Linked DNA regions of Mus musculus: regions 2, 3 and 4 are each linked to region 1. A link is a contact called in public Micro-C and promoter capture Hi-C data. All regions are on one chromosome and are shown on one strand. The core of a region is the stretch at or near the end of the contact, and the rest is flanking DNA. Distances in the headings are between cores, read along the strand shown.

What was found. Promoter capture Hi-C pulls out the DNA fragments that hold promoters and counts their contacts. A called contact is a pair of places that touch in the nucleus more often than the background predicts.
Region 2: a contact with region 1 is called in a promoter capture Hi-C map of pre-B cells. The contact joins the promoter of Wwox here to the promoter of Mphosph6 in region 1. A contact is called at or near these places in 4 of 39 promoter capture datasets (cranial neural crest, hematopoietic stem and progenitor cells, liver and 1 more) and 3 of 484 Hi-C or Micro-C datasets (CD4 T cells, CD8 T cells and pre-B cells).
Region 3: a Micro-C map of the G1E-ER4 cell line shows a contact between it and region 1, with 4 times the contacts expected there. The contact joins the promoter of Foxc2 here to the promoter of Mphosph6 in region 1. A contact is called at or near these places in 2 of 484 Hi-C or Micro-C datasets (CD4 T cells and the G1E-ER4 cell line).
Region 4: a contact with region 1 is called in a promoter capture Hi-C map of pre-B cells. The contact joins the promoter of Nudt7 here to the promoter of Mphosph6 in region 1. A contact is called at or near these places in 2 of 39 promoter capture datasets (cranial neural crest and pre-B cells) and 1 of 484 Hi-C or Micro-C datasets (CD4 T cells).

The regions. Positions count from the first base shown.
Region 1 is chr8:117,799,195-117,803,787 of GRCm38.p6, forward strand. It overlaps Mphosph6 (M phase phosphoprotein 6), which reads right to left and starts at 2,780. Exons shown (of 5, transcript NM_026758.4): 1 at 2,658-2,780. The coding sequence starts at 2,708.
Region 2 is chr8:114,437,753-114,442,005 of GRCm38.p6, forward strand. Wwox (WW domain-containing oxidoreductase) reads left to right here and starts at 1,900. Exons shown (of 9, transcript NM_019573.3): 1 at 1,900-2,126. The coding sequence starts at 2,020.
Region 3 is chr8:121,113,393-121,117,512 of GRCm38.p6, forward strand. Foxc2 (forkhead box C2) reads left to right here and starts at 2,779. Exons shown (of 1, transcript NM_013519.2): 1 at 2,779-4,120. The coding sequence starts at 3,223.
Region 4 is chr8:114,130,792-114,135,168 of GRCm38.p6, forward strand. It overlaps Nudt7 (nudix (nucleoside diphosphate linked moiety X)-type motif 7), which reads left to right and starts at 2,783. Exons shown (of 4, transcript NM_024437.4): 1 at 2,783-2,909. The coding sequence starts at 2,875.

The DNA of each region.
Region 1 (4,593 bases), core at 1,530-4,029:
TCATGGGTGGCCAGCCATAGGTACCAGGGCACCCGGCAGACAAACGACTCCCTGAGTACCAGTGACCCTTGGATTAGTGACCCTGTGGTTCAAAGTACAGGTGCCTCACACGGCCCCTTACATTCTTGGTGGCAAAACCTGACTAACTGCCTCCTATCTTCAATTTCGCCTTAGCGGATACATGAAGGCACACAGTCAGTCAGTCACCCACATCTACACTGGACAGAGGATAAGAACATGGCTGTGAACCAAGCATGTCTAGGGTTCGGAAGACCTCAGAACACACTCTAAAACTAGCAATTTCACCTCCCTCAAAACTGAGGGTTCAGAGCAGACTCTGGGAAACTATAGCTCTCCAGCTCCATCAGTAACTGTCTAGGGTTTTTTGTTTGTTTGCTTGTTTATTTCTTAAGGTTTCCCAGATAGGATTTCACTGTGTAGCCCTGTCTGTCCTGGAACTCAGGATGTAGACCAGGTTGGCCTTGAACGCAAGAGATCCACCTGCCTCACAGGCCTCTTCAGTGCTGGGATTAATGAAGCATTGCTGTATGATGTTTTCTATAAACTTGGGTTTTTCCTCTGGGCCCCAAGCTCCCATAAATAACAACTCTGAGACTCAAATATATTTACAAATACCTAGGCCAGATAGCATCCCAGCTCAGCTTGCACTCAAAGCTCATGGGGGAATGCTCACTCCCCGGCCCTCGACACAGCACCCGTTTATGCCTTCCTTCCTTTTCTTGGAAACACGTTCTCTAAGAGAGTTTTCATTTCACCATAAGCACTGACAGACCACAACTTCACATGGTGAGGCTTAATGAATCAAATCACCTTTAAGATGGTGGGGATCTGCTACCACCCATTAGAAACACTACTAGGAATGCTGTTTCCTGGGCTAGCCATATGTAAGAGGAGACTCTATTAGGCTGCTGGGGCACAGTGGGCCACAGCTCCCAGACAGCTACACCATCCTGGGGTAAGCTACTGAAACTCTATAGTGTACTGTGTAGCTAAACTATACCGCTTGGTAGGTAGGACAGCTCTGTTAAACACATGTTTATAATACTGTTGAGTCAGGCGTTGTAATCAAGCTCCCCGTGTGTTAGAGACAGGTGCTACAGGCTAATCATTACAAGCAGAAGCTCTGGGGCCAGATGACCAGTCTTTTCAGCTGTTACTTCTGTCTCAGATACCTCAGGTGTCAGAGATGACAACTGTAACTCCTTCAAATGTTACTATGTGAATTAAGTGGTTCAGTATATACACGGAGAACAATGCCGGAATATTGGGAGGACCGTGAATACGTTCTATTAGTATTATTTAAGCTTCAAGAGTTAGCTTTTCCCTGTCTTAACTCCTGTGTTCATCCGCTTTTAACCCCTTTTAAATTGTGGTTAAGCTGCTTCTGTTTTAATGATGTCTGAGACAGGGTCTCATATCCAGCTCAGGCTGGCCACAAATTAAGCTCCTGCCTCCACCTCCCAAGTGCTGGGATTACAAATGTGTGCCATCAAAGCCACTTCAGCTGGCTCAACTTCAAATTTAAAAATCATGGGCTGGGGAAGTTGGCTCAGTGGCTAAGAGCACCCTTGACTCTTGCCTAAGTCCTGGTACTCATACCTGCTGACTTAAAACTCCAGTTTCAGGGGCTCCAACACTCTCTTCTGGCCTTCGCAGGCACCTGAACACACATGGTATATATACAGCTATGCATGCACACACACAAAGGGAAACTCATTTTGTTTAAAAGTTAGTGGAGAACTCATTTCACCCCACTAACATTTTCTCCATTCCCACCACGAAGACAACCTTCACCCAGAACACAGGAACTTTTTTAGCTCATCCTTTTGGCTGTGAGCTTTCACGTTGTTGGGCTGGGCCTTTCTGATTAACCATCATCCACAGTTCAGTTAAAGTGGCCTTAAAAAAACAATAACTAGCCAGGCGTGGTGGCGCACGCCTTTAATCCCAGCACTTGGGAGAGGCAGAGGCAGGCAAATTTCTGAGTTCGAGGCCAGCCTGGTCTACAGAGTGAGTTCCAGGACAGCCAGGGCTACACAGAGAAACCCTGTCTCGACCCCCCCCCCCCCCAACAAACAAACAAACAAACAAAAAGCAATTAACTCAGAAAACAGTTTCCTCCTGCTCATGAGGCAACAGGAACAAAACTTCAGCCTGGCTTACAATTCCTTGGATGTGTGACCACTAAGATTTCCAGCCTCATTTTATGCTCCTTGTCTTTCAGACGTCCGAGCTACCTTTAGTTCTTTGCAACGTCCCTGATTTTCTCCTTCTTAGCTTCTGGACTCACTTTCCCTCAGTTTAGGACACTACCTGCCATCCCTCACGTTGTTCCTCCTTAGGGACCACTTCTCGCGAGAAGTCTAACTTCCCAGGCGGCCCAGACACTAAAGCCACCACAGCACTCAACTCTGCAGGCTCTGATGAACGTTGTGCAGGCTCCCTCCCCACATCAGGCTAAGCAAAATCTCACCCCTGGTGCCCAAAGGCCCGCAGGCTGAGCGAATGAATGGGGTGCGCTGGCCGCGGCCATCCCGAGCCAGTCTGCCCATCGCTTCGGCCCGAGTCCCACTACGGAACATCTCGGAGCTCAGCAGCCTCCCCGCCCGACAACCCAGCATTCCCGACCTCAGCACCTTCATGCGCAGCAGGTTCTTGGATAACTTAGTCTTGCGCTCCGACGCCATGTTGGACGCACTTGCAGAGGCTTTCCCGCCGCACTGCGCTTGCGCACGGTCAAGAGCGGAGCTAGATAAGACGACGCTCTAGACCCGCCCGGGCCACGTCGCTTACAGGCGTGGCAGAGCTTTAGCTCCGCCCCCGCGCCGTTGCCACGCCCCCGATTAGGCACACCCATCGCGCTGCCCCGCCCTAGTGCTCGGAGCTGCTTCTGGCTTCTCCAGCTCCCGGAGCGCGTCTCTCCGCAAAGAGCTGTGGTAAGAGCTCGGGCCACCGCGGGGCGACTGCGATTCAGGGTCCCAGGGCTAAACTCAGGAAAGGCGGATTAAGGGGAGGACGCTGGAGCTGTAGGCGGGGCCTCCACGACACCCGAGGACTCCCTAACGACCCGGTCTGGAAGTTCCTTGCTGAGGTCCTAGCTGAGGCCGCTGAGGTTGCTGCCAGAGTTTAAAAGTTTTAAAAATACGAATGGTGGCTTTCTATGAAGCGTGTTTTCTAGAACTCTCAGTAGCCCTGAGCCGCTGGTGTCGCTATGCTCTGTCCCAGAGTGAAGGAGGTGGTCACAAACCCAGGCTGCGTGATAGCTGTAGGGCTGCACACAAACCGTGGAAGACTGATGAATATGCATACACCTGTTCGCTGTGCATCTTGGAGCCTGAAGGATTTCCTTCTGGAATGGGAAGAATGGCAGGAACTAGCAAGAGCTGTACGCAAGGCGACAACTTGTGAAGGGGCCAGGGGTGGTTTAATGGGTGAAAACACTTGCTGCCAAGCCCGAGGAGGACATGAGTTTGATCCCCGGGACCCCCGTGATGGAAGGGCAGAATGGACTTCCACAAGTTGTGGTGCCGTACCTCGTAAGTATACGGAAGGACACATCACTGGCATGTAATAAGCAACCCGCTGGAGAAGTGGTAAAGTCGAGATTCATAAAGCATTCCGGATATTAAACGCCCTGCAGGTTTTCTCAGTGGAGTAAATAAAGACATAATGTGTTAAGTGGTTACAGAAACACATTTACTCATAACTGTCAGTGAGACATGGGTGAGCACCAAGGGGCTAAAGACACATTCCCACCCTTTCCTGGAGCTACATTAGAAAGCAGTAAATACCGTGGAAGGAAGAAAATGGCTGCAGCCAGTGACTTTTAGGGTCACTTTAAATTTAATCCAGGGTGGCCCTCTTCAGATCAAAGTGGGAAGGCTTGAAAGTCAAGAAAATATCGTTATATGAAGCCTTGGTGGTAGAATGTACCAAAAATAAAAAATAAAATAAATAAAAATCCTGCTATCTTGTTACCGGACTAACCATATATGGCAGACTTATGTCTCCTTCCATTCAAATACTGAAGTCCTGACCCCCATTATTTCAAAATGTGACTGTGTTTGGAGACAGGGCTTTTCAAGAGACAACCTTTAGGACGAACCCACATCCAGTGTGGCTGGTAGCCTTTCTTCCCCTGTGCTGTAGACGAAACCTACAGCCACACACTAAGCTTACCACTTAGCTAAATCTTCAGCCTCCTGTCATAAGATGAAAACTTCTGAGTGCACCAGAGGTGTGTGTGCTAAAAGAAAGACCATTTACACGCCAAGGAAAGAAGCCCCAGAGAAGCCAAAACTACTACTACCTTGGTCATGACTATAAGAAATACATGTAGCCGACACCCAACACCCCCTCCCACCCCACCCCTGTAGTATTTCATTATGGTGACCATAGAAAAATGAAGTATCATGTAACTATAAGTTACAGTTGTGACAAGAGCTTGCTGACCAAAGATGGCATAGCAAGAGTCCCTGAGCCTCTCTGGCCTGGCAAAGGCAGTGTATCCCAAATGGTATGACATTTAATTGTTTCAATAATCCCTTGTTTTCTTAGCTCCCACCCCTTGTT
Region 2 (4,253 bases), core at 650-3,149, 3.4 Mb before region 1:
GAGCAAGCAGTCTCTTTAAAGTAATTCAAGCACACCTGGCTGTTACAGGGTAACTGTGGGGCGGAGCTTAGACACACACACACACACACACACACACACACACACACACACACACACAAATGCTAACGGGATAATAACAGTCGCTGAAGTCGCTAACCTTCTGTTTTAAGTCTCCCATATGCTGACCTCACTGGCAAGAGCCGCCACTCTAAGCTTCGATATTCTTTCAGAACATTGTCAGAAGAGTCAGGAAGCTTCCCAGATCCCTTTTGTAGGTAAAGTTTGGCATCAAAGCAGCAAACTTGATTTAGCAAGGACTCATGATTTAAGTTAAATCAGGTCTGCAGGGTATTGGGGGTGGGTAGGTGTTGAAATAAATAACCAACTTCCTGGTATTGATACATTAGAGAAGTTGGGTTCTAGGAATAGCCTACTAAAATCCGTGTCCCTTGCACACATTTCGTTTCTTTTGAGTGGTGTCAAATTTTACTCAGCAAAAGTGAGTGCATCTTGTTGTTGCAAATTTCTACTAGAGAAGAAAGTAAACAATCGATTAAAAACAAACAAACAAACAAACAAACAAACAAAAAACAGGTTCAAAGGTTCCTTGCTGGGAACCAAGGCTTTGAACTGCAGGCTGATAGCGCCACCTGGCGTGCAGCTTCGGAAGCACAAGCTTGGATAGTTAAAAAATCCTCATTTCATAACTACTGTGGCGCAGATGTTTTTACAGAAACAAGATGGTCATAAAATCTCCTTAGGGTATGACTTTGTGGGTGTTGGCTTTGTCTCACACGTATTCAAGCTCCTGAAAAATCTTCTTTGCCTGGGTTTACATGCAGATAGATCCTTGTTAGATCAAAGTCAAAGCTAAACTTCCAGGAGCCAGAAATGATAAACAAATAGGGGAAGGGACTAAGTGCTGTTGTGAAGGTAGGCTTCACATTGTGGGTCTAGGATATTTATAACCAGGATTTTTTTTTCAGGTGCTTTAAAAGTCTGCTTTGCAAGTTTGTAATCAGGTGCCGCCTATGAACAAGAGAACCAAGTTATGGTTGGAAGACCATTCTCTCTTAATAGAGAATCTGGAGGCATGAGAATTTGCATGTTCTCGATTTTTGGCTCCCTTTATAGCATAGGCTGGCCTCGAACTTGTGAACTTGTGATCGTTTTGACTTACCCTCCCAAATTCTGGAGTCACTTAGTTCTCCAAGTGTAGGTTTTTTTTTTTTAAATGGCATATTTACATAAACAACACAGATTGTGAATGGAAAAATACCTGGATAGTATCAAGTCAGGACATTTACTCTCGCAGGTGTGTCCAACCTGAGGCTCGTGGCAACACGTGGCCCGGGATACTAATAAATGCTGCCCAACACAAAAATCCTAAACTTTAAGCATTGTGAGATTTTTCTTTTCTTTTTCCTATTTGGATATTCGATTGAGGGCTTCTCTAGTGTAAATTTTGGAAATGACCATGTCACAGTATCATGTCGTAGTGTCAAAAGGTTGTACACCTGCAGGGCATGGGACGAAACTGGAGCTCAGAATAATCTCATCAGAACCTTTCCCCCCTCCCCGCCCCCCCTTTATAGTCCAGTTGAGCTTGGACTACATTTCCCAGGATACTTCACTGCTGGGACTCATTCAGGATTGGGTAAAACAATAAGGAAGTGCCTTCGGGTCGCCCAGCAACGTGCAGAGTCCTGCATGATGACTGGGTAAGCACGCCCCTTCCAGGAGGCTGAGGAAGCTTATTCCAGTTTCTGAGCCGTTCCTGCTTTTCCTTCCACCCCCCACGGCCGTTCCATCTCTTCCGCGTTCCCTCCCGTGCTCTTCTCAGGCTCCGCCCCCTTTCCCGCCAGTAGCTGCAAAACCCGGAAACTGGATTACAGCCGCGGACCGGCTGGGCGAGCAGTGCGCAGGCGCGAGCGGTCTGGTCCCCTCCCGGACGCGCGCGGCGCGGTTGAAGCCAGAGTGAGTTGCTGAGGAGAGCAGGCGGCTACTTCTGTCTCCAGCATGGCAGCTCTGCGCTATGCGGGCCTGGACGACACGGACAGTGAGGATGAGCTGCCTCCGGGCTGGGAGGAGAGAACCACCAAGGACGGCTGGGTGTACTACGCCAAGTAAGCGGCCTTGGAGCGGCGTTCCTGGGAGCCGTGTCCTGCGAGGCCTGGACCCTGCGCTGCCCTGCCAGGCGGGCATGCGCATCCGAAATGCCAGCCACCTGTCCCAGGCTGTCCCCCGTTATTAGGGGATCTGGGTCAAGGTCCCGTCACCTGGCCACCCGCCGCACGCCCCCTGCCGCTCACTAGGTGGCACTGCACCGTGCGGTGGTGGCGCCTAGGTCTTACTCCTCTAAAGAGGAAATAGAGAAAACTTCAAAGCCAAGCTCCTGCCATGGGGACCTGATCTGGAGGCCCAGCAATCTGTATTTTTAAGCAGATGTCCTGGATGGCTCGCAGTGGTTTCCCAGGGAAGTCTTGGAAACCTCCACAGAGCCTTTCCCTGTTGCTAACCGTGACCTTGGGCCACTGAAAGCAAGCCCCTGACTTTTCTGTTCTCCTCATCTCTGAAATGAGCAGACACAAGAATGAATCTGTGCTGTGCACAAGGCACTCAGTGGAGAGGCTAGTAGGTTGCCCCGCAGGCGTTTTCTGTTACTTGGACTGTATCTGTGGCAAAATTGCATAGGCGTGATAGGGGATAGTAGCTCCCATAGGGGGAGCTACTGCAGCTGACTCTATGCTTGGGGACCTCTGTTCATTTTTAAGAAATAGATACTTAATGGACAAAATGCTAGGTTTTCATACAGTCTTGATCAGGCTCTGCCAGTCAAAGAATGAAAAAGCGGGAAATTCGCAATGTAGCAGGTAGCAGTGGAGAAGTCTCCAACACCTCCGACAGCAGCAGGCACAGTCAGCAGGCTGAAAGGCACTCTGTAGGGGAGGACTCGTGTTCACAGGGCAGACACACATGGAGAAAACAACTGCAAAGCCAAAGGGAACTCTGGAGCCGAAAAAATTGCAGCCTCTTCTTGAGGGCTTTGGTTTTAAGTCATTGAGGAGTTTTCATTCCCTAATTTAAGAGTTGGTCAGTTTGAAGAAAAGATAAGGGTTGGTCAACCCACATCTGTTGGGTAACGTGTCCTGATGTGGTCTCGAACTTGCTGAGCCAGTCATCAGCAACAGCTGACTAGCAGGAGAAAAAGCCCACAAGGACTTTGTTTTAAGATGCCAGGCTTTCGACTCACATAAAGAGTGTGAGGAAGAAGCTGGCTGTCTTGGAAGTTCACCACCTGTGTCACCTAGCCATGGTTCCTCTCCCTGTCTGCCTTCCAAGATGTCTATCTGCCTCCAACCCCCGAGTTTCATGGTCTCCTTTTTCTTATGAATATTGTGTACTTTTCCTGATTTTTTTCTTCATATCAAATACTTCCTCTTCTATTTTCTTATATATCTGTGAAATATTTTTAAAACAGGGTCTCATATAGTCGAGGGTGGCCTTAACTTGGTTAGGTGGCCGAGGTTGAGCTCCCATTTCTCCTGGGCAAAGTGTGCATGAACAACACACCTGACTTTATGTCTTTAAAAGCTAGGAGACTCAATCTTTTTCAAGCTTTCTATGAGAGTATCTTATCACCTGGCTTTCAGAAAACAAACTATTGTATTAACACCTGTAAGTGTATTTTTAGTTTTTAATAATTAACTTAAAAAATTATATACAGACCAGACTGGCTTCAAACTCACAGAGACCTTCCAGCCTCTGGGGTTAATGGCACATGCTACAGTTTTGTCTAGCAGTGCTTCCTGTAGCCCAGGCTTGCCTAGACTTTCTTTTGTAAACAGGATGACATAGTTCTTGATGCCTCCACCTCCCAGATATGTAATTACAGGGTTTGTACTACCCTACCTGGTTCCAGAAAGACTTAAAAGATAACGTTCTTGCCCTGTTATCAAATTAGGAACTAATGTGCCCTGGCGTCTCCCCACTGATGGGCTGTAAAGTATGAGATTTGCAGGTACTCAAAGCTACTCACTGCTGCCCCTGGTGGCCAGATAGAAAGAAACAGAAAAGCTTTGGTGAGTTCATTCATTCAAGAGTCCTTAAGGGCCAGGCCGGTGGGTGGGCATTGGTGATGTCCAGCTAAGTGTGGTGCAGCTGCCATTCTTAAGGATCTCTGCAATACCAGCAAGTGATTTCTAATGATATAGTTCCAGTGCACTGTGTCCAGCGTGAGGTGGGTGGGTGGG
Region 3 (4,120 bases), core at 1,529-4,028, 3.3 Mb after region 1:
TTCTTGCAGTGCAAAGCGTCGTGGTGTCCACAAGGTGTCAGCACCGTCATTAGAACCAAACCTGACTGGCTTTCCTCGCTGCTCCCCGCCGCCTTTTCCGTAGTAGTTCCACAACCGGCCTCAAGATGGCACCACCACCCACGGAGTATTCGCCAGGCGCCTCCAGGTGATGAAGCCAGGGCGCCTGCCGAGGAAGAAGGGCCGGGCGGGAAGCCGGGGAGGCACCTCCCTGCCCTTTTCATCGCTTATTATTTGACAAACACACAGGGCCCTCTGGGGTCTGATTTGCCTTCGACTCGTTGACAACAAGACAAGGAAGAGAAGGAACAGGCAATAAGCAAGAATGTAGCAAGTCTCAGAGAGCTGAGGCCTCTGCTGGCTGCAGGAGCCGGACCTGGTTCCTGCCAAGTCCAGGTGTGTGTGCAGTGTTGTTTTTAGAAACCGGAACAAACATCTCTCTCAGTGCTCCACAGAAGCAAGGAGGCCAGGTCCTGCGCGAAGGAACGAGCCTCCCCAGGAGCCCCCACTCTTTCTTTAGGAGAGGGGTCGTGGGTCGATCCATTTGAGAATTTAAACCAAAGTTCTTTTAAGAAGACACTGGTTTAAATTTGGCATACGCAGGCAGAAAGTGGCTTATGGCAATTTAGATTTCATAGTCTGAGGCGTTCGGTTTCTGCCCCGTGCTTTGATAAAGCTGTTTAACACGGGGACAGACACACACACACACACACACCTCATAAAAGCAGAGTAAATTGTGCCCCTGTAGGAAGCCCATGGGGAGGGGGTTGTTCTTGATCAGTGAATGGAATTTTCAGCAACATCGTGAGAAAAATTCAACACTACTTGCCACGAGTTTCATGAGGGGCAAGACGTTTTCTGTCACAGTTATTTTTTTAAAAAAAAGTGAACGAAAACACACTAAGGACATTGGAACAATAACTCTTAGTGAGTCCCTGAGAGGGGAGGGGAAGGCTTAACCCCCTACCCAGATCTACACCGGACATGCACCAGAAGCCTGACTTTGCTGCTTTAAGGGAGGGGAGAGAGGAATTAGTCAAAAAAAGAATCCAGGACACCCACAAAAATGTGTTTCCCGAGATTCTCCATCCAGGTCAGGGGGCCCTGTGCAGCCCTGTCCTTTAAATTCTGGTTCTCGAGTCAAAGGTAGCACACATAAAACCTATTTTGCTGCTTCGGTACGTCAAGCAATGCCACTAAAGTTTCCTCACCCGCCAAAGCTGAAACAGTGAGTTCTAATCTCTCAAAGCCTTTTGCCGAAAATCTAAAGGGGGTGGGGGGCTATGGTGGTGGCGTGGGGGGGGGGTCGGAGAAGAAGAAAGACTGAGACAAATGTTTTATCTGTCGCCTTCTTCCCTACCCAACCGGACCAACAACTTCCAGAAGGTTCTGCGAGGCATAGAGCCATTCCGTAGGGACATCTCGGTGCTTCTGAGGAAGCGGACCGAGCAGGGATCCGATGACGACTGGAGATGTTGAAGGAATAAATACCAGTCCACAAATAAACAAACTGTCCCCGGGATTCCTAGAGGGAAGGAGCACGCTTGAAGGTCGGGGAACTCCGAGTCGCTGTGCGTCAAGGTTGGCATAAAATTAAAAAAAAAAAAAGTCCTTCAGTTACCAGGCCCTCTAAGGAGCCCCTGGTCCTCAGCTCACCTTATCAAAACTCAGTAAAACAAACAGCCTGAAATACAGTCAATTTACAGGATCCCAAAGATGCTGACCGCGGAGTGGGACCCACGCCGGGCCCCGGCAACAGCTAGGGAAGCGGGTCCGAGGCTACACAGTGCCGCGCTCCTTTGCGTTTCCAGTGACGAAGCCGGCGATGGAGTGCAGGCTTGGAGCTCCCCACGCCGAACGGGGACACCAGCTCCCGGGGGCTGGCTGCCTTGTCCTAACCTCCAGACAGCGCTTTCATAGGTGGGGAGAAGGGAGAGGCCGGGATGGATGGCAGGGAAAGCTAGCCCTCGTCTATGCGGGAGAGGAGACCAGGAAAGCAACAGTTGGGTTCACGCGCTTCCCTGAACCCCACGAAATTGTTTGGAGGACTCAGATGGATCACCTAAGTAGCAGCGAAGACGAAGGACCAATGGTTCCTTAGGTGTTACCTTCCCAGTTTGGCATTCCCACTAAGCCTTCCCTCCCAGCCCGACCCCGTCGTGAAGGGGAGAGGAACCGAATTCTCCAACCCGGCCTCCTTTGTGGGCTCTTCCTCAACCTGGAAGCGTCCTGTGAATTATCCATCACTGCATTCAACAGGCCCTACACGCTCAGTCCGTTTGCTCTGAACCCATTACAACTAGGCCCCGATAATTAAGAAATCTAATTATTCGCCTCTTCATCCATTAATAATAATAAAAAAAAAATCTCCAGGCTCTTTCCTACTTACAAGGTCTTGGGGGCAAATCTCTGCCCAACTTCATCAATTCGATGTTATATTTCAAACTAAACTTCTTTTTATTTTCCAAAGGAACAGGGTTTTTAATTTTTGCTCTGGACACGTGGTCTCGTTAAACAAAATGTGATAATAAAATAAAATTTTATAAGATGTAACTCATTTTTAAAAGTCCTCAAGTTAACTTGAGCTGGGGGGGGGGGAGATCTGGCTAAGAGCATCTGGGTCTTAGAGCCGACGGATTCAGGCGCTCCTCGTTTTGATTGGTGCCATCCTTCTCGCAGCTGCCAGATGATTGGTGCAAACTTCCTGGAGGGGGCGCGGCCTGAAGAAAGTAAAAACTCGCTTTGAGCCAGAAGACTTTTGAAACTTTTCCCAATCCCTAAAAGGGACTTTGCTTCTTTTTCCGGGCTCGGCCGCGCAGCCTCTCCGGACCCTAGCTCGCTGACGCTGCGGGCTGCAGTTCTCCTGGCGGGGCCCCGAGAGCCGCTGTCTCCTTTTCTAGCACTCGGAAGGGCTGGTGTCGCTCCACGGTCGCGCGTGGCGTCTGTGCCGCCAGCTCAGGGCTGCCACCCGCCAAGCCGAGAGTGCGCGGCCAGCGGGGCCGCCTGCCGTGCACCCTTCAGGATGCCGATCCGCCCGGTCGGCTGAACCCGAGCGCCGGCGTCTTCCGCGCGTGGACCGCGAGGCTGCCCCGAGTCGGGGCTGCCTGCATCGCTCCGTCCCTTCCTGCTCTCCTGCTCCGGGCCTCGCTCGCCGCGGGCCGCAGTCGGTGCGCGCAGGCGGCGACCGGGCGTCTGGGACGCAGCATGCAGGCGCGTTACTCGGTATCGGACCCCAACGCCCTGGGAGTGGTACCCTATTTGAGTGAGCAAAACTACTACCGGGCGGCCGGCAGCTACGGCGGCATGGCCAGCCCCATGGGCGTCTACTCCGGCCACCCGGAGCAGTACGGCGCCGGCATGGGCCGCTCCTACGCGCCCTACCACCACCAGCCCGCGGCGCCCAAGGACCTGGTGAAGCCGCCCTACAGCTATATAGCGCTCATCACCATGGCGATCCAGAACGCGCCAGAGAAGAAGATCACTCTGAACGGCATCTACCAGTTCATCATGGACCGTTTCCCCTTCTACCGCGAGAACAAGCAGGGCTGGCAGAACAGCATCCGCCACAACCTGTCACTCAATGAGTGCTTCGTGAAAGTGCCGCGCGACGACAAGAAGCCGGGCAAGGGCAGCTACTGGACGCTCGACCCGGACTCCTACAACATGTTCGAGAATGGCAGCTTCCTGCGGCGGCGGCGGCGCTTCAAGAAGAAGGATGTGCCCAAGGACAAGGAGGAGCGGGCCCACCTCAAGGAGCCGCCCTCGACCACGGCCAAGGGCGCTCCGACAGGGACCCCGGTAGCTGACGGGCCCAAGGAGGCCGAGAAGAAAGTCGTGGTTAAGAGCGAGGCGGCGTCCCCCGCGCTGCCGGTCATCACCAAGGTGGAGACGCTGAGCCCCGAGGGAGCGCTGCAGGCCAGTCCGCGCAGCGCATCCTCCACGCCCGCAGGTTCCCCAGACGGCTCGCTGCCGGAGCACCACGCCGCGGCGCCTAACGGGCTGCCCGGCTTCAGCGTGGAGACCATCATGACGCTGCGCACGTCGCCTCCGGGCGGCGATCTGAGCCCAGCGGCCGCGCGCGCCGGCCTGGTGGTGCCACCGC
Region 4 (4,377 bases), core at 1,533-4,032, 3.7 Mb before region 1:
AGTCAATAGAAGTCTGAAGAAAAGAGGCTTCTCAGACGGAATTCCCAGCCTTTAATTCAACTCCCTGAACCACGGTCATCACCCCTTCCAACTCACGTAGTAAATGACTCGAGATGTAGGTTGTGTTTGCAGTCATTCCTCAAGACTGAGAGGCCTGAAGGCCAAGGCTCCGTGTCTCAACCATAGCCCCATACTTCTCACAAGCAGCTATGTCACGGATATTGCATAAGGAGTCATTTATTTCTTCCTCATGGTCAGACACACCTAATTCACAGGCCATTTGCTTTTCTAGGGTGTGTTGAAATACACGGGCTCAAAGGTCAGAATGATGCAGCCTCAAACCAAAGCCCTACGACCTCAAGCTGGATATTTTTATTTTCTAATCAAGAAAGAGCAATACCATCATTGTAGAAATAACCCTGTTCATTGTTGCTCTGAGGAATTTTTTTCTCACTTTTACATGTTCACGCATACACGTGTGTGTGTGTGTGTGTGTGTGTATGTGTGTGTGTGTGTGTGTGTTGTACGTTTATGTGTGTCAGTGTGAGTACATACGTGCAGGTGCATTTGGTGCCCTGAGGTTGATGCAAAGGTAACTTAATCAAACCCAGAGCTAAGTGATATGGCCTGACTTGCTAGTTGTCTGGGAATACCCTGTCTTTACTCTCCCAGGTTGGAATTATAGGTAAACCAATATGCCTACCTGGCATTCCTGTGGATTCTGAGGATCCTTACAAGCAAGAGTTTCAACCACCAAGCCATCTCCCCAGCACCCTGCTCTGAGGATTGAGACTGACGTAGATGGAGTGTGACGATCAGTATTATTAGGATACCATTGTGTTCTTGGTTTGGACCCTTCCCAGCTGTTCCTGGTATTACACTGCTCAGATAACGCGATAAACCACAGGTGCTGGGTTAGTGATTTCAAAACAGGCTTTCTCTGTATAACATCCTCAGCTGTCTTAGAACTCATTCTGTAAACCAGGCTGGCCTTGAACTTACAGAGATCCACCTGCCTCTGCCTTCCAAGTGCGAGATTAAAGGCCCTCATGTCGCCAGGTTTAGTACTTTTTAAAAGTCTTGGGAATGGGGTTGGAGAGTTCGATCAGCAGTTAAAAGCACAATATATTGTTCTTTCGGAGGACCAGAGTTCAGTTCCCAGAATGCACATCAGGCTGCTTATATGTCTATAATTCTAGCATGCATACAAACAGACATACCTATATACATAAATAAAAATAAATGTAAAATCTCGGGAACTGTGGTACAACTGTTCCCTTAGCTATAATGGGATTCTCATGAGTTCTGAGTACTCTTGTTTTTATGGAATTATTCTTTCATTAAAAAAATAATATAATATACAATGAATTATATTTTTTTACTATACTGATGTAGGGATGAATTCAGTTTTTGACTCATTCTTATATATTACTTAATTTTACATTCAATTTCTTTGAATTTTAAGAGAAGAAAAGAAAAATAAAAAAGAAGTAGAAGACATGAATTGGGGAGGCAGATGTGGTTGGGGGTTCTGGGAGGAAAATGGAGGGGTATGGAAGGTGGGTGTTATTGTAATCACTTACAATAGATACATTGTACTCATGTGTGACATTAGGGAAGGATATATGAATTGTAAAGCCCATCATTAAGTTTGTGTGTCAGACACTATGCCAGTCTTTGGAGAAGCCTGCCTTGCTCCCCTCTCCCCCCCCCCCCCCAGTCTCAGTTCCGGCCAGCCTCCCCGCTCAGCTCACACTCTCTCTCAGCTCTGTGTGAGGTGATGGAGCTCTCCCATTGCTAGGCAGTTCATCCCTGAAAACAGGTGCAGGTGTCAGACAGCAGCATCTACCTACACTGGGGACCTGCCACCCTCCTGGGACTTAGTAGGTGTGTGCTTCTGGGCAGTCTGCATTGCAGCAGGACACTGGAGACATTGATACTGGGGTGGGGGTGGAGGTGTGGAGAGCTACATGTTAGACACTCTCTTTTGGCCAGGAGTGAGGAGCTCGGCCTGGTTTTCCAAGCCCCCAACTCTCCACCCAGCCTCCTTTTCCCCTCCCAGCCTCTGAGCCTACCTACCTGAGTTTCATTCCTGGAACTCACAGGGTGGAAGGAGAGAACTGGCTCCTGAAAGTTGTCCTCTGATCTTCATACATATTCTGTAGCACACACACACACACACACACACACACACACACACACACACACACGCACGCACACACGCGCGCGCACACACACACACACACACACACACACACACACACGCGCGCACACACACACACACACACACACACACACTAGTAAATAAAATGTTTTGTTTTTGGTTTTTGGTTTTCGTTTTTGTTTGGTTTTTCAAGACACGGTGTTTCTCTATGTAACAGTCCTGGCTGTCCCAGAACTCACTTTGTAGACCAGGCTGCCCTGGAACTCAAGAGTAATCTGCCTGCCCCTACCTCCCAAGTGCTGGGATTAAAGGCATGTACCACCATGCCCGGCAAGCGTAATTAATTTTTAATTTTTTAAAATTAAGTACTTTTTACAACTGCTTATTGCAAATTTTCTCACATGCTCCATGGTTTTGAAGAAGCCCACGCTACTAGACAGCAATCTTTTTTTTTTTTTTTTTTTTTTAGTGTATTCAACACTTTAAATCCGGTCAGCACCACCTTCGGACCTAACTCCGCCCCGAACACGCCCTACCTATAGGCCCCGCCCCTAGCACTTCGGGCGTCTTTGAAGGGCCCCGCCCTCAGCCTCTCCTCCCTGAAAAGTCCCCGCCCTCATTCCTAGCTGGGGCTACTAAGCGCATGCGCGTCAGAACTATTTGCTTCCCGAAGTCTCCTGCTGCTAGTAAGAGGAAGTACTGCAGGGCTGATGTCGCGACCTTGTGGACTCCCGGAGCCTGTCAGGTAAAGCTCTCCGGCTCCAAGCACCGGAGCCTGACCAAGCCGGGCTCTGATCATTGCACAGGCCCTATCTATCCACCCTGCAGTTCAGGCTCCTCAGGGCTCCCCTCCAGCCGGAACTTTGCTCTTCTGCTCCTGGGGACAGAGTTGGGGTTTTCACCTAACAAGATTCACACACGCGCAGGCGTGTCCTCATCTCCCAGGGTCACAGCGTTTCCCTTTTGCCAATCCGAGTCACTCTTCAGGAACCCCCACAGCGGAACCTCAGAACCCCAACATGGCCAGACAGTTATGCATCAGCCAAACAGAGTTCAAGTTCCTGGGTGGCTTCTTCCACCCATAACCGAGGTTCTTGCTCAAGGCATTGCTGCTCCCAGCCTGGCCTCAGTACTACAAGGCTGTTCTGAGAACTCAACACAGAATGGGCCAGCCCTGCTCCTATTTTGATGGTATTGTCTCGACACAATTAGACTTTTATTTTCCTGCTGCCTCTGGGCAGTTCTAGGGGTTGTTTAAAAGCCTTCTTCCTCTTTGGCTGGCTAATTGTCTTTTCTGGACAGAGGCCTGTGAGTATCAGCTGTACTGTGTGCCAGCTTTCATTGGCCCTTTCCAGGACATTTGATTGGTTTGCAGCCAGCTCTCTGTCACATGGATGGGATGGGGCTTGTGGGGGGGGGGGGCGGTGTTTGAGAATAAGCAAACCCCTCTAACCAAAGGCTTGTTAAGGATGCGCTAGTGATTAACACTCACAGCTCAGGGCCACCTTGTTCATGAACTGGCCACTTTACCTGCACGGCTACCCTCGAGCAAGTTACAGATGAGGACTTCTCGAGGCTCCAGGAGATGATGGGTAGCCCAGGCTGATCTCAAACTTTCGGTAGTCGTTCTGCCTCAGCTTCTCCAAGCACTAGGAGGTTGCAGGTGTGAGCTAGTTACCGCACCCGGCTCCACCCAGCTTTTGAGATGGAATGAGTTCTGGCTGACCTAAACATCTGGTTTTGCACAGTCATACTGCGGAATAGTGAGAACTAATGTTACACTTTCTACAGCCACTGTGACAAAGTCCTACCAACTGGATGACTTGAGGAATAGCAATTAGCCTCTCTTGGGTCTGAAGGACCCATAATCAGGTCTGAAGTCCATAATCAAGGTATTAGCAGGCACACAATCAGAAGTCTCTGGGGATGTTCCATTGCCCCTTCCAGCTTCTGGTAACTTTCGATCATCCTTGGCTTATAGCAGCAGATTTTGGGTCCCCATTCCCATCTGTCTGTCTGTCTGTCTGTCTCTCTGTGTGTGTGTGTGTGTGTGTGTGTGTGTGTGTGTGTGTGTGTGTGTGTACATCTATGTCTATAGCCTCTTCCTTCAAAGACACCTGTTGTTGGATTGGGAGTTCTCCCTACATTCAGGATGGTGCAATCTCAAGAGCCTTAACTACTTACATCTGCAAAGAACCCATTTCTGAATAACA